2 separate regions of the Sus scrofa genome follow, and region 2 is linked to region 1. The links are chromatin contacts, called in public Hi-C maps. All regions are on one chromosome and are shown on one strand. The core of a region is the stretch at or near the end of the contact, and the rest is flanking DNA. Distances in the headings are between cores, read along the strand shown. Region 1 overlaps SCML4 (sex comb on midleg-like protein 4). Region 2 holds the start of SCML4 (sex comb on midleg-like protein 4).

Region 1 (5,929 bases), core at 2,091-4,590:
TTCTAGCTAAGATGTAAAAGAACAAAACAAACACGAATGCCCACTTAGCAAAATCTAGGCAGAAACTGAACTCCAAGTAAATCAATTATCATTTCTCCTTCTGGGTTAATATCTTGGCCCCAAGGTTTCATCCTTAACCTTGTGCCCGAGCTACATGGTTACTGGATGACATCCATAGGACAGAGAGAACCTATCATCCTAGACACCAGGGAAATTTCCTCATCCCTACAATACCCACACAGAGTGGCCCACTCCACTGACATTAGGCATGGTTTGATCTGGTATTTTAAATAATGTATGTTACGGTGGGGATGCCAAAGATAGGAGGAAAGATGTGTGCAGGCTGATGATTAGAATATTGCAGGGCTCTATCTGTCCTGTCTTAGCCACATGCTGTGTGATCAAAATGGGTCTGTTTCTCAAGCCATGCATTGGAAAGTGGATCATTTGGAAGGATAACAAACTGTCAGTGTCAAGCTCAGTCCTTATGAATCTTTGCAGAAAGTTTTGATGGAAAGGTGAAAGGAAAAGTGTCCACAAGTTCTGCAGCAAATACAAAGGCCTTCCTATATTTTCAGACATGTTCAGCAGAAGCCCAGCCAGAGCTCTTACAGCATGGAATGGGAAGCATTTGCCAGGGCAGAATTCTTGGTTTTAGTTCTACCCGAGTTCATTTAGGAAAAGCTGTTTATTATATTTTCGGTGATATCATTCATTAAAGTATAATATCTGTACATATTTTAAAACATTGATCTAAAAGGGAAAAATGTAACCTGTAAGGAAATACTGGATTTTGTAGAATTTGAAATAGATTTTTACAATGTTCAGTAATTTATTGTATCCCTTTTGCATTGGAAGGCTTACACGCTCTTTTTGAGTCCTGTAAATATTGAGGAAGCATAAGAATTCAATAATTATTGGTTAAATAAATGAATGAATTAATGTTCTAATGAAGTAGTTTGGACCTCCCAAGGTATTTTAAATATGGTATAAATAGCATAATATTGAATCGTGTTGATCGATTTGACAGTATTTTAGTAGAAAGCATATCTATTAAAATGAAAAAAGAAATTAACACTCCTCTTGTCCAAGATCACAAATACAGTCATTTTGTGGATTAAAGATGCCAACACCTAAGACTTGAGGAGCAGAACGATGATAATGGTAAATCTCCAGTAGGCTTTCTACTGTTTGGGAAAGCTCCTGCTAGGAGAAAAAGAGCCCGTCAAAAAAGAGGTTGTGTGGACTCTCTCTTCCTACAAGGCTGATCTCAGGGATTTTCTGAAAGACATTCCTAGCCCTCTCCTATGCCTATCTTCAAATAAAGAAACCTACCGGAGATCTCCTGTGTTCTATGCAGCTAACTGTCCTTTATGTGACACCTCCATCCTCAATCCCTCATGAGCCCCTTTCCAACTGGCGTGATGATTCTGGGGGCACCTGTGTCAGCTGCAGAAGGCAGGCTGTCCAAAGGGGCTCCTGCCTGTGGTGGAAGAGTAACTATAGCAAATAGGTGAGCTCTCTAGGGAGATTCAAGGAGATGGTGGACAAGGTCTCTGATTTATACATCAGAACACAGAAAGCTCAAGAGTGATGGAAACAGAGGACCAAGTACATGAGATGTAGCTATTCCAAAACTTCCAGGGCCCACAGTAGCTATAATTGGATACTCTATTCTTTGGGCCGCTCCACTGGACTGATACTCTGAGCCCCTGTGGTGGGTCCTAAAGTAATACCTGAAGGTTATCAACACCAGTATCTACTGACCATACATCAGAACTAGGGTTAAAATGGCAAGCCCTGCCCAGAGCAATTGAAGCAACTTTGGATACTGGTATTCTTCTAAGATAAACTCATGACCTACTAAGGGGTAGTGTCTGGGTCTTAGACATAAGCAGCAAACCCTTTAATTTTGAAAAAAAAAATCCCATAAATGTCCTGACAGAGAATTAGATACTCTATAGCAGATATATCCTAGCTGCTCCTGAATAATTGCAACTTTCAACCTGGATATGCAGAGTCAAGAAGAATGAAACAAATCCCACTTTCCCACCTGTATCAGTTATCTATTGCTGTGTGACAAATGACCCCAAAAATGAATGGCTTAAAATAACATTTATTATCTCACAGTTTCTGTGAGTCAGAAATTCAGATGCAACTGAACTGGTTCCTCGACGCTCTGGGTCTCTCACAAGACTGCAAGCATCTCAGAGGTCAACTAGGGAAGGGTTCACTTCCTAGCTCATTCATGTGGTTGTTGGCAGAATTCTATTTCCCATGAACTCTGTTGATTCCTTGCCATGTAGACCCCCTCCCAGAGCATCTCACAACAGGGCAACCTTGGGATAGAAGCTTGGCAAAGCTGCAAAGAAAAGACCATAGAGAGGTGGTGATGGAACCTGCTCTCTCCTCTGGAGAGTGAAAGGGCATTCAGGATTCCAAACGGGACAAAATTGCTTTGGGGCAAAATTTGCACAAGAGGAAATCTGAAATCTTAGAGAACAAAGTCTCAGACAAACCAGAAACATTGGAAAGGACTAAAGAGGTTGAGGTGTTGGGCATTAAAATTATGATTGGTTTCTGCACATCTCATTAGGGAAGAAAAAAATACAAATGTACTTAAATGGACCTGAGGGGAGTCATAAGGTTGATTCTTAGGGCTGAGTCATCTGAACTTAGAGATAAGCTTGAAGAGAAAATCTATACTGGCCAGAGACCAAGTTAATGGAAAATTTAATTGAAGTGAATGACAGGCTAAGCCTCGTAGGTGGTGTGGCCTGGTGCCCTTTGAACCAGGAAGACTGGGACATGAGGCTGCAGAGAGCCCTAAGGGAAAACGTGATGAGCTTATCTGAGCAAGAACAAGGGGCGGGACTGAGCCCCAGTAAAGGAAATCTGCAAACCTCCACAAGAGCCTCAGTGAAAGGCAGCAGGAGGACAGAGAGGAAATCTGCGTGTTTCTGCCACCGAGAAGTCCCTTAGAGGTGCTCCCTGCCTCCCACAGCACTGAGCACGTGCTGGGCGCCAGCAGTGCTGGAGAGGAGCGTGTGTGAGACTGCCTGGTGGCAGAGACACAGCCACCCAAGGTAGGAAACGAAGCCCCTCCCCCCCCCACACTGTGTCAGGGCTCTGAGCAGGGGAGGGACAACTCTGCTGGAACCTGCTATGGTTTCCTGCCCCTGCTTCCTCTTTCTGCTTCTCTCCTTGCAGTTCGTTCTGGCATCCCACACCCTACTGGCTGTGCCCTTAGGGGAATAGTTATTCCACAGCTATTCCAGTGGTGGTATTATGGACTGACTGTGTTACTTCCCTTTCTAATCTGGGTTTCAGGCCTAAGGATCCATGGTGCTTTGTCTCTTTAAGTGGCAGAGCCAAGGCACTCACACACACAGAGCTCTCTGGACACTGATCCCATGGTCTGACCTTCTTGCCAGCCTAGGCAGGGTTGTGTGGCCTGCTGGCCTGGCAGACCCACTGGCAATCAATCCCAAGAGAGGCAATGGCTTTCAGCCTCAGGGAAGCTGGCAGATATGATTGTAGAAAGGGTTCATTCTGTGCAGCTGTTCCTTCAACTGGGAAGTTGTAACTGACATGGGGAAATAAAGCAGGGGTTAGAGGGTGAGTCTGTGTGTGTGTGTGTGTGTGTGTGTGTGTGTGTGTGTGTGTGTGTTTGTGTGAGAGAGAGAGATAGAGAACTATTTAGTTCTGGGAAGAACAGTGTTTGAGACTCTGGGATGCAGGGTTATTATTGCATGCAGAGGTATTATTTGATAATAATTTTGCAGATGGTGGTGTTGCAGTTTTTCAGGGCTTCATTTGATTAGAGAATCCAAGTACCATTAAATTCTTTGAGTTAAATAGTCCAGGCTTACTTGAGACTTGTGTCCTACATGAAAAGGGGCCCATACCCCCTGAACTAAGCCTTGGTCTCATCCACATGGGCCCTTCTTTCCTCTCCAGGCTACTCTTGCTGCTGTAGCACCATCTCTTCCTCTCTCTGGCTCTTGGCTTTCTCTTTCCTGTCCCTCTGCCTTTTCCTGCTTCTCTTTAGAGGTTCTCCCCATTCCAGGTGCTCAGGATACCCTCCAGATGTGCAGCAGGATAGGCTGCACTGGGAATCCCCCAGGGGTGCAGTGGGAGGGGCAGAGAGAAGTCACACACTCAGATCCTGGAGCTTTGTTCTCCAAACAAGGAGGCTTAGACATGGTTCAGATTCAGGAGCAAAAGGGTATCCTTGGAGGCTTGAGTGAGTTTGAACTCTTCCAGAGTATTCTTTGGCTTAATAGGCAGGCTTCATTCATAGGGGAAAACCATAGTCCACACACAGATTAGCCATACTGAAAAAGGCATGTCAGCCTCCTGAAATTTCCCGAGACACTAAACCCTGAAAATGCGGCAGGCATCTCTGTGCCATTTGCACCTGTGTTTTTTTTTTTTTAGCTAAGCATGCTCTTGTGATGGCACGAAAGCAGATTATTCTGGAGGAAAGATTTAATGATTTATAAGTGGCATCCTTAGTATCTTGGATAGAGGCAGAGGTTATAGAAGAGAAGTACATAAAGTGCCTCTTGTTTACCCTGTTCTGCTGAGCTGGTGTCCACAGCGCTGCAATGGCTTAAATAGAGGTTGGGTTGGATCCTCTTGTTTAAGGAGAGGTGCCAGGGTGATAAGACAGCTCATTTCAGATGAAAAGAGATTTTCTAAGAATCTAGGACAAAAGGATCAGGAACATCTTAATTTGCCAACCCTGTGGTTTGCCATGAGTCTGTGTGGGGACTTGGATTCATGCAGGGCAATCCCAGGTCTGCTGGCCCCATCTGGTGTTCACTTACCAGTTAGCTGCAGAACTGCTTGAAAAGTGTCATTCTCTCTCCAAACATAGATTTGGTCCTTTTTTTTTTTTTTTTTTCAATTTTAGATAATGGTTTAGGTAGCAACTCATGAGTCACACTTTATTAAATTCTTAAGCTGCAAGGAGTTCTGATACCTATAATTCATCTTACCTATGTGTTGGATGACTGAATGGTTTTACTAGTATAAAAAGTATGTATCCAGCAGTCATCTTTCTAACTGGAGCAAGAGGAATTGAGGTCAGATATAAGGAAGAAGGTGCAGGCAGTGAGGTTTGTGGCACAATGACATACCTGTGAGGCAACTGTAAAATCTCTTCTGGGAAAGTGTTAGATAAGAGGCTCAGTTATTTCCTTTATTTTCCTCTCCAAATACCACCGTGCCTGAAAAGAAGATTTAGGGCAAGCTCAAGGCATTCCTATGTCAATTTACCACCTTCATAATTCTTGTTATGTCTGAGTAAAACCTATAGAAGTGTTTACTCAAGATATTCCTTTAAATGGATGTTTCTTTTAACCTTAGCCTTTAGTCTTCTTAAGCAGTGATACCTTATCAGTGAAATCATAGTTTGATGGGCTAATTATATTTTATTGCTGTATGCTAAAACATATGGCAATAAAAAAATAACGTTCACTTGTTTTTGTGTCTGCCAAAAAGATATATATTCAAGTCCTACCTGCCAGTACCTGCGAAAGGGACCTTCTTTGAAAATAGGGTCTTTGCAGAGGTAATCATGAGGTCACACTGGATTATGGGTGCTAATTCCATGACTGGAGTCCTTCTAAGAAGAGGGAAATTTGGACACAGATACAGACTCACAGGGAGAATGCCATGTGACAACAGAGGCAGAGACTGGAGGGTGTGTCTACAGCCAGGGGACACCACAGATTGTTGACTTCCACCAGAAGCATGTAGAAGCAAAGATGGATCTTCTTCTAGAGCCCACAGAGAGAGCGTGGCTCTGCCAACATGCTGATTTCAGACTGGTAGCCTCCAGAACTAGGTGAGAATACATTTCTCTTGTTTTAAGTCACCAAATTTGTGGTAATTTCTGCAGCCTTGGGAAATTAATGCACCA
Region 2 (5,929 bases), core at 1,380-3,879, 98 kb before region 1:
AGAGCTGTAGCTGCTGGCCTATGCTACAGCCAGAGCAACGTGGGATCCGAGCTGCATCTGTGATCTTCATCACAGCTCATGGCAACGCTGGATCCTTAACCCACTGAACGAGGCCAGGGATCGAACCTGCATCCTCAGGGATGCTAGTCAGATTTGTTTCTGCTGAGCCACAACAGGAACTCCAATCTTCAAAAGCCTTCAGAGATTATAGCCTCAGATGACAGCTTGACTGCAGCTACATGACAATCCCAAAGCCAGGACACCTAGCTAAGCCACAATTGATCTCTGACTCTCGGGACATAGGCAATATAATTAATGTTAGTTTTAACTGCTAAATATTAACTTGTTATACAGCAATAGACAACTAATGCAACTGGATTTCAATAAAGTAAGGAAAATAACTGAAATGCAGTTACATTTGTTAACATGGGTGAATTTACCAACACGATATTAGTGACAGAAGACAGTCACAGAAGACATTTTTTATTATTCTATTGTTTAAAGTGCCAGAAACAGGTAAAACTAAAGTACGGTGCATACTTAGAAGGTAAAACAATAAAGTAAATCAAGGGCATGATGATTATAAAAGTTAGGATGGTGGCTACTTTTGGGGGCAGACAGGGGCAGGTAGGGGGTGGGGCATGAGAAAGGCTTCTGTGCTATTGTGAATGTGTTATTTCTTGACCTGGATGGTGGTAGCAAGTGTATTTGTTTTGGATAAATCATTAAGCTGTATGCTTCTGTTTTTACCTTCCGGACTCCCTTTTTTTTTGTATATGTGTTGTATTTCACAATAAAAAGCAAGCAAAGAGAATGGGAGGGAAGAACTGGAGACAAAGAGCATATACAACTCTTTAGAGGAATGTTGTTACAAAGAGGACCAAAGAAAGAGAGTAGCAGCTGGAAGAGAAATGAACTCAAGATTTTTTTTTTAAGAGGAAAGAAAGAACAGTACATTTTATGCAGAAGCAAATCATCTACTGGACAGGAAAAATTTAAAAGACAAGAGGGGGTCTTGCAGGAGCCAAGTTCTGCAACAGGTGAGAGGGATGGGTCTGGGCTGAGCTGGTAGGCTGTGGGATGCTGAATTAGGCAGGATTCTCCAGAGAAAGAGAACCAGCAGGGTGTACCTATAGCTCTATACATTCTATTAGTGGGCCTGTATCCATCTATCTCTATAAGTATGTATGAGAGAGAGGATTTTAAGGAATTAGCTCACACAATTGCAGAGCCTGAAAAGGTCCCAAATCTCCAGAGTTGGCTGCTGGTAGGCTTGGAGACCAGAGGAGAGTGGATGAGACTTGAGTCCAAAGGCAGTCTGCAGGCAGAATTCCCTCCTTCAGGGGAAGTCAATCTTTTTCCTTTTGAGGCCTTCAGCTGATTGGATGAGATCCACTCACATTATGGGGTGGGGGGTGGAATCTGCTTTACTCTAAGTCTGCTGGTTGAAATGTTAATCTCATTTAAAAAATAGTTTCAGAGAGTTCTCTTGCGGCATCGCATCGTGGGTTAAGAATTTGACCTTGTGACTGCAGTGGCCCAAGTTGTTGCTGTGGTGCAGTTTCCATCCCTGGCCCAGGAACTTCTGCATGCCAAAAACAACAAAACAAAACAAAACAAAACAACAACCACCAAAAAACCCAGAAAGCTTTCCCTGAAACATCCAGACCAGTGTGTGACCAAATATCAGAGTACCTTGGCCCAACCAAGTTGACACATAAAATTAACCACCCACCATGAAAACTTTGACAGATTTTGTCAGTGTTAACTTGCTTGAGTGGAGAAGGGGGGTGAGAGATAGTTGGCTGTTCAGATTGACATCTCTTTCTTTGGCTTTCACTTAGGATATCTGCATCTTGATTCTTCTGTCTGCCTAGAGAAAGTGGGCTCAGCACAGTGGGAAGGGAGAGAATGGAAACATTGTGTGAATTATGTAAAACAATCCCAAGACCTTGATCTTTTTGGTTTGAGTTTTAATATCCTCAGCAAGAGCCTGAGGGTATTAATTCTCAGTGAGGAAGATGTCTACTCGTATTTTGCTTACAGTTTGGCAAGTCTTATATTTGAAAAGATGGATTTCTTATCACACATACTCAAGGCGGTCTAAGGAGTGGGGCCAGCGGAGCATGACGCTACTCAATACCTGCAGAAGAGATGGGCAAAAATGCTCTCAGCAACAGTGGTATTATCCCTGGGGGACTTTCCACCAAGCGCTCGTTCTGCCACCAGAACTAGGTGACCAGGCAGTTTGGGGGCAATACAACTGTGAAGACCTTGAAAGAGGTGTCTTTGGTGGAAACGGTCACTTTCTTGCTCCTTGCCCCACGAAGCACTAGCTACCCCAGGACTCCTGATCCTCAGGGTAGGCGCTCTGTGCCCTGTCCGGGTTCCAGCGGGAACTGAGGGTCGTGAGCGGCGTGTCCAGCTGCGGCCGCCAGGGGGCGCGAGAAGGCCAGGCGCAGGCCGGCGGGAACCGGGACTTCCGGGGCCCCTTCCCGGAGTCGGCGCTGGCGGTTGTGGCAGGAGCTCCGCTGAGGTCCCTCAGTTACGCCACGCCTCAAGGTCGCGGGCGGGGCCCAAGCCACTCCCGACACCCTTTCCCCGACCCGGAGTCCCGATCACGTCCCTTTCGCCCACTCCCGGGTCGAGCAGCTGCTCCTCGGACCCCTGGAGGCAAAAGAGAGTCACTGCCGCTTCAGCGTTGGGTCCTGCCCGAGGGGGCGCCTCCGCCCTTCCCGGGCCCGGGCTTCCTTGACCCCAACCCACCTTGGGGGTGGACAGCTACCTGGAGTCACTGCCTCAGAGGGTTGACCCAAGTAACTTTAGGGCTCTCGCTAGAGCAAGGGGAACACACAGCCACCCCCAGGTTAAATGTAATCCTCTTTAGGACGCGCCGCCACAACTGCCCTCAGAGCTGTCAGGGGCCTTGCTTTGGGGCCAGGAACAGGGTTGCCAGATTTAGCGCACACACAAGGATGCCCAGGTAAATCTGAATTTCAGAGAGACGACAAATTGTTTTTTAGTGTTTAAGTGTGTCTTATCTATATTTGGTAGCTACTGATACTAAAATGTATATTAAATATATATTACATATTTAGGAAAATACTTATACTAAATATGTATTACATAATATAAAATATATGAATATATGAATAAATATACACATATATGTATATAATACATACATTTAGTATACTGAATGTGTGTGTGTGTGTGTGTGTGTGTGTGTGTGTGTGTGTGCATTCCTTGTTTATCTGAAACTCGAATTTGACTGAGTGTCCTGTATTTTTTCTGGCACCTCTAGCCAGGGATGAATTTCTGTGGAGGGAGGAAGGGAAAGTTTTGGGCAAATGTAAGAATGTGTGAAGGCCTCACTATAAGAGATACTCATTTCTGTTTTATCTTTTGAATGTCTTCTTATCTCTACATTTTAATTTAATTTATAGAAACCGGCTAGTTAAAAAAAATCAAATTTCTGTTTTGTTCCTGTTAAACTCAAGTGTAACCTTGTCTGCGATTTTTTTTTCCCCGCAAGCCATCAGCTCTCTTAACGGATGTTAAAAACAAGCAGTTGATCATTTAGATCATGGAATCAGCTAAAGCTGCTGCCTTTTATGTCTGTGGCACCTGTCCTTTTGAGAAGCTTAATATTTTTATATTAATGTATTTGAATGGATAAATCTGTATTTTGCTATTTTGGCAGAGAGGTTTTACTTTCTGACCCAAGACCAAGCTGAATAGGAACTGTTGGGTGGGTGAAAGAGAGAAGTCATCATACCAGTTGCACACCACCCTGAGCAAGGCCTGTGGGAGCCTCCTGGGGACCTCACTCTGGGGAACCATTTCACAGCCACTGTCCTATGGGACACACACACACACATGCACACTCACACCACTTGGCCCTTGTTGAGCTTGTTTCCCTCACTCCACTGTGGAACCCCATCCAAATAGGACTGGCTCAGATATGCTCCTCCTTGATTTTGACCTTCTTAGTCTTGGAGGAGAGGAAGCCAAGTGTATGAGCTTCCTAGGGCTGATGAAACAAAGTACCACGAATGCGGTGCCTTTAACAACAGTAGGGTGTTGTCTCAGATCTGGAGGCTAGATTTTTGAAATCAAGGTGTCAGCAGAGTTGATTCCTTCTGAGGGCTGTGAGGAGAGGATCATCCCAGGATATGTCTTTGGCTCAAACATGGTGTCTTTTCCCCATGTCTCTTGTTTTTGTCTTCCCTCTAGGCATGTCTGTCTCTGTGTTCCAATTTCTCCTTTTTATAAGGACACCAGTCATATTGGATTAAAAGTCACCCTAATGACCTCACATTACCCCGAGTCCCTTTGAAAAGACCCTATTTCAATAGGGTCATGTTCTGAGGAACCGAGAGGTTAGGATTTCAGCATATGTTTTTGCGAGGGAAACAATTTAACCCATAATGCCAAGATAACCCAATGAATGGAGGTGCAATTCATTGGTACCTGATTGGGGGGGGGTGTCCCATCAGCACCTTGGTAAACAGGGCATTGGCTGCCAGGCTGGAGCTGTGGTCAGGAAGCTCTTAGAACCCAGGAAGTGCTCAGGCTTCCTGGGAGAGCGCACTGGTCTTGTCAGCCACTTAAACTTGGTCTAAGAGGATAGCTGAGCTCCTGCCAGGAGAGACACTTTCCTCTCTACAGTGAGCCTTTCTGGGGAGGAGACGCTGACTTCAGGGAGGGATTCTTTTCTTTCCCAGGCTGGAGGCCCACTTGTCTCCTCTCACTGCAGGTAGGATGGGGACTGGGCAGAGCATCCTCCACAGATTTGTCTAACACGTGTGGCGCCTGAGATGGGGAGCTAGGAATTGGTCCAGGAGAGAAAAACAAACGCAGACATTTGGAGGATTTGAGGTAAAAATTTAATAATGTGTAATAAATGTTCGTGATAATTTGGGTCTCACAAAACCCTGCCTCCCCATACTATATCCTCTTACTTGGGTGATAAAATTCTAATGCAACTCCGTGTTCTCACGATCATGACTCTCTCTCTGTGACTCACGATCAAAATCTGAGGCTTCAAAATAATGTTTTTCCTGTTTCTTTTTTTCTTTTTCTTTTTTTTAGGGCCGCACACGTGGCATATGGAGGTTCCCAGGCTAGGGGTCCAGTAGGAGCTGTAGCCACCAGCCTATGCCACAGCCACAGCAACGTGGAATCCGAGCCCTGTCTATGACCTACACCACAGCTCACAGCAATGGCAGATCCTTAACCCACTGCGCAAGGCCAGGGATTGAACCCTCGTCCTCAAGGATGCTAGTCGGGTTTGTTAACTACTGGGCCATGATGGGGACTCCATGTTTTGCCTATTTCCTTCTGAGGGAGTGTATAGTCACTGAAGAGTTTCAAACTCAGACTTTGGCCACCTATTGTTCCAGAAGATTTTAATATTCTAATTAGTAAGAGGAAATCATGAGAACAAGTAAGAGAGTCCCAGTTCCTCCATATGTTCATGGAGACAAAGAGAATCCAGTCCATCATTCTGTAATTTTCAGAGACCTTTCCAATACCTGCTAAGTCCAGTGTGAAAACAGGCTAATAGCACATCCAGTCTCCCGCTTTTACTGGTCCCCTTGGAGTTCCTGGGCTCCAGCAATGCTAAATTGGTTGTTAGTACCATGATGTTCTGATGCATTAGGAAAGCTTTTTTGACCCCCCCAAAGCCTAATTTCAGATAGTCCTTTTTGCCAATGTGGCATCTTTTATGTCACTATGTTGGGGATATGAATTTTTAATCTCCTTAAAATATAGTATGTTGAAGGTGCAAAATTTGGCATCGAACAAGTAAGATGAAGAATTGACTTCAGGAAGGGAGTCCCCTTGCTGAGGCTGCTCTTGCCAGTTGGGGCTCTGGAGGTAGCTGTTTGGAAAAGGAATTGGGTTCTGCCCTTAAAAGTAAAGT

The links. Hi-C and Micro-C count contacts between places; a contact is called where the count stands out from the background.
Region 2: a Hi-C map of skeletal muscle shows a contact between it and region 1, with 8 times the contacts expected there. The contact joins the promoter of SCML4 here to the enhancer-like site in region 1. A contact is called at or near these places in 1 of 5 promoter capture datasets (liver), 21 of 47 Hi-C or Micro-C datasets (adipose tissue, blood, embryonic fibroblasts and 11 more) and 1 of 2 datasets of contacts at active chromatin or transcription factors (skeletal muscle).

What each region holds. Positions count from the first base shown.
Region 1 is chr1:73,881,717-73,887,645 of Sscrofa11.1, reverse strand. All of the region lies in intron 5 of SCML4 (sex comb on midleg-like protein 4), which reads left to right. Among named protein-coding and RNA genes, the nearest start is that of SCML4, 98 kb to the left of the region's middle. Within about 2 kb of position 3,340, at least 26 of the 83 cell types and tissues checked have an H3K27ac peak or open chromatin away from gene starts, as enhancers often do. A contact at or near this core is called in adipose tissue, fetal liver, liver and 4 more, where this site is marked.
Region 2 is chr1:73,979,334-73,985,262 of Sscrofa11.1, reverse strand. SCML4 (sex comb on midleg-like protein 4) reads left to right here and starts at 2,629. Exons shown (of 8, transcript XM_021090762.1): 1 at 2,629-2,983; 2 at 4,760-4,881.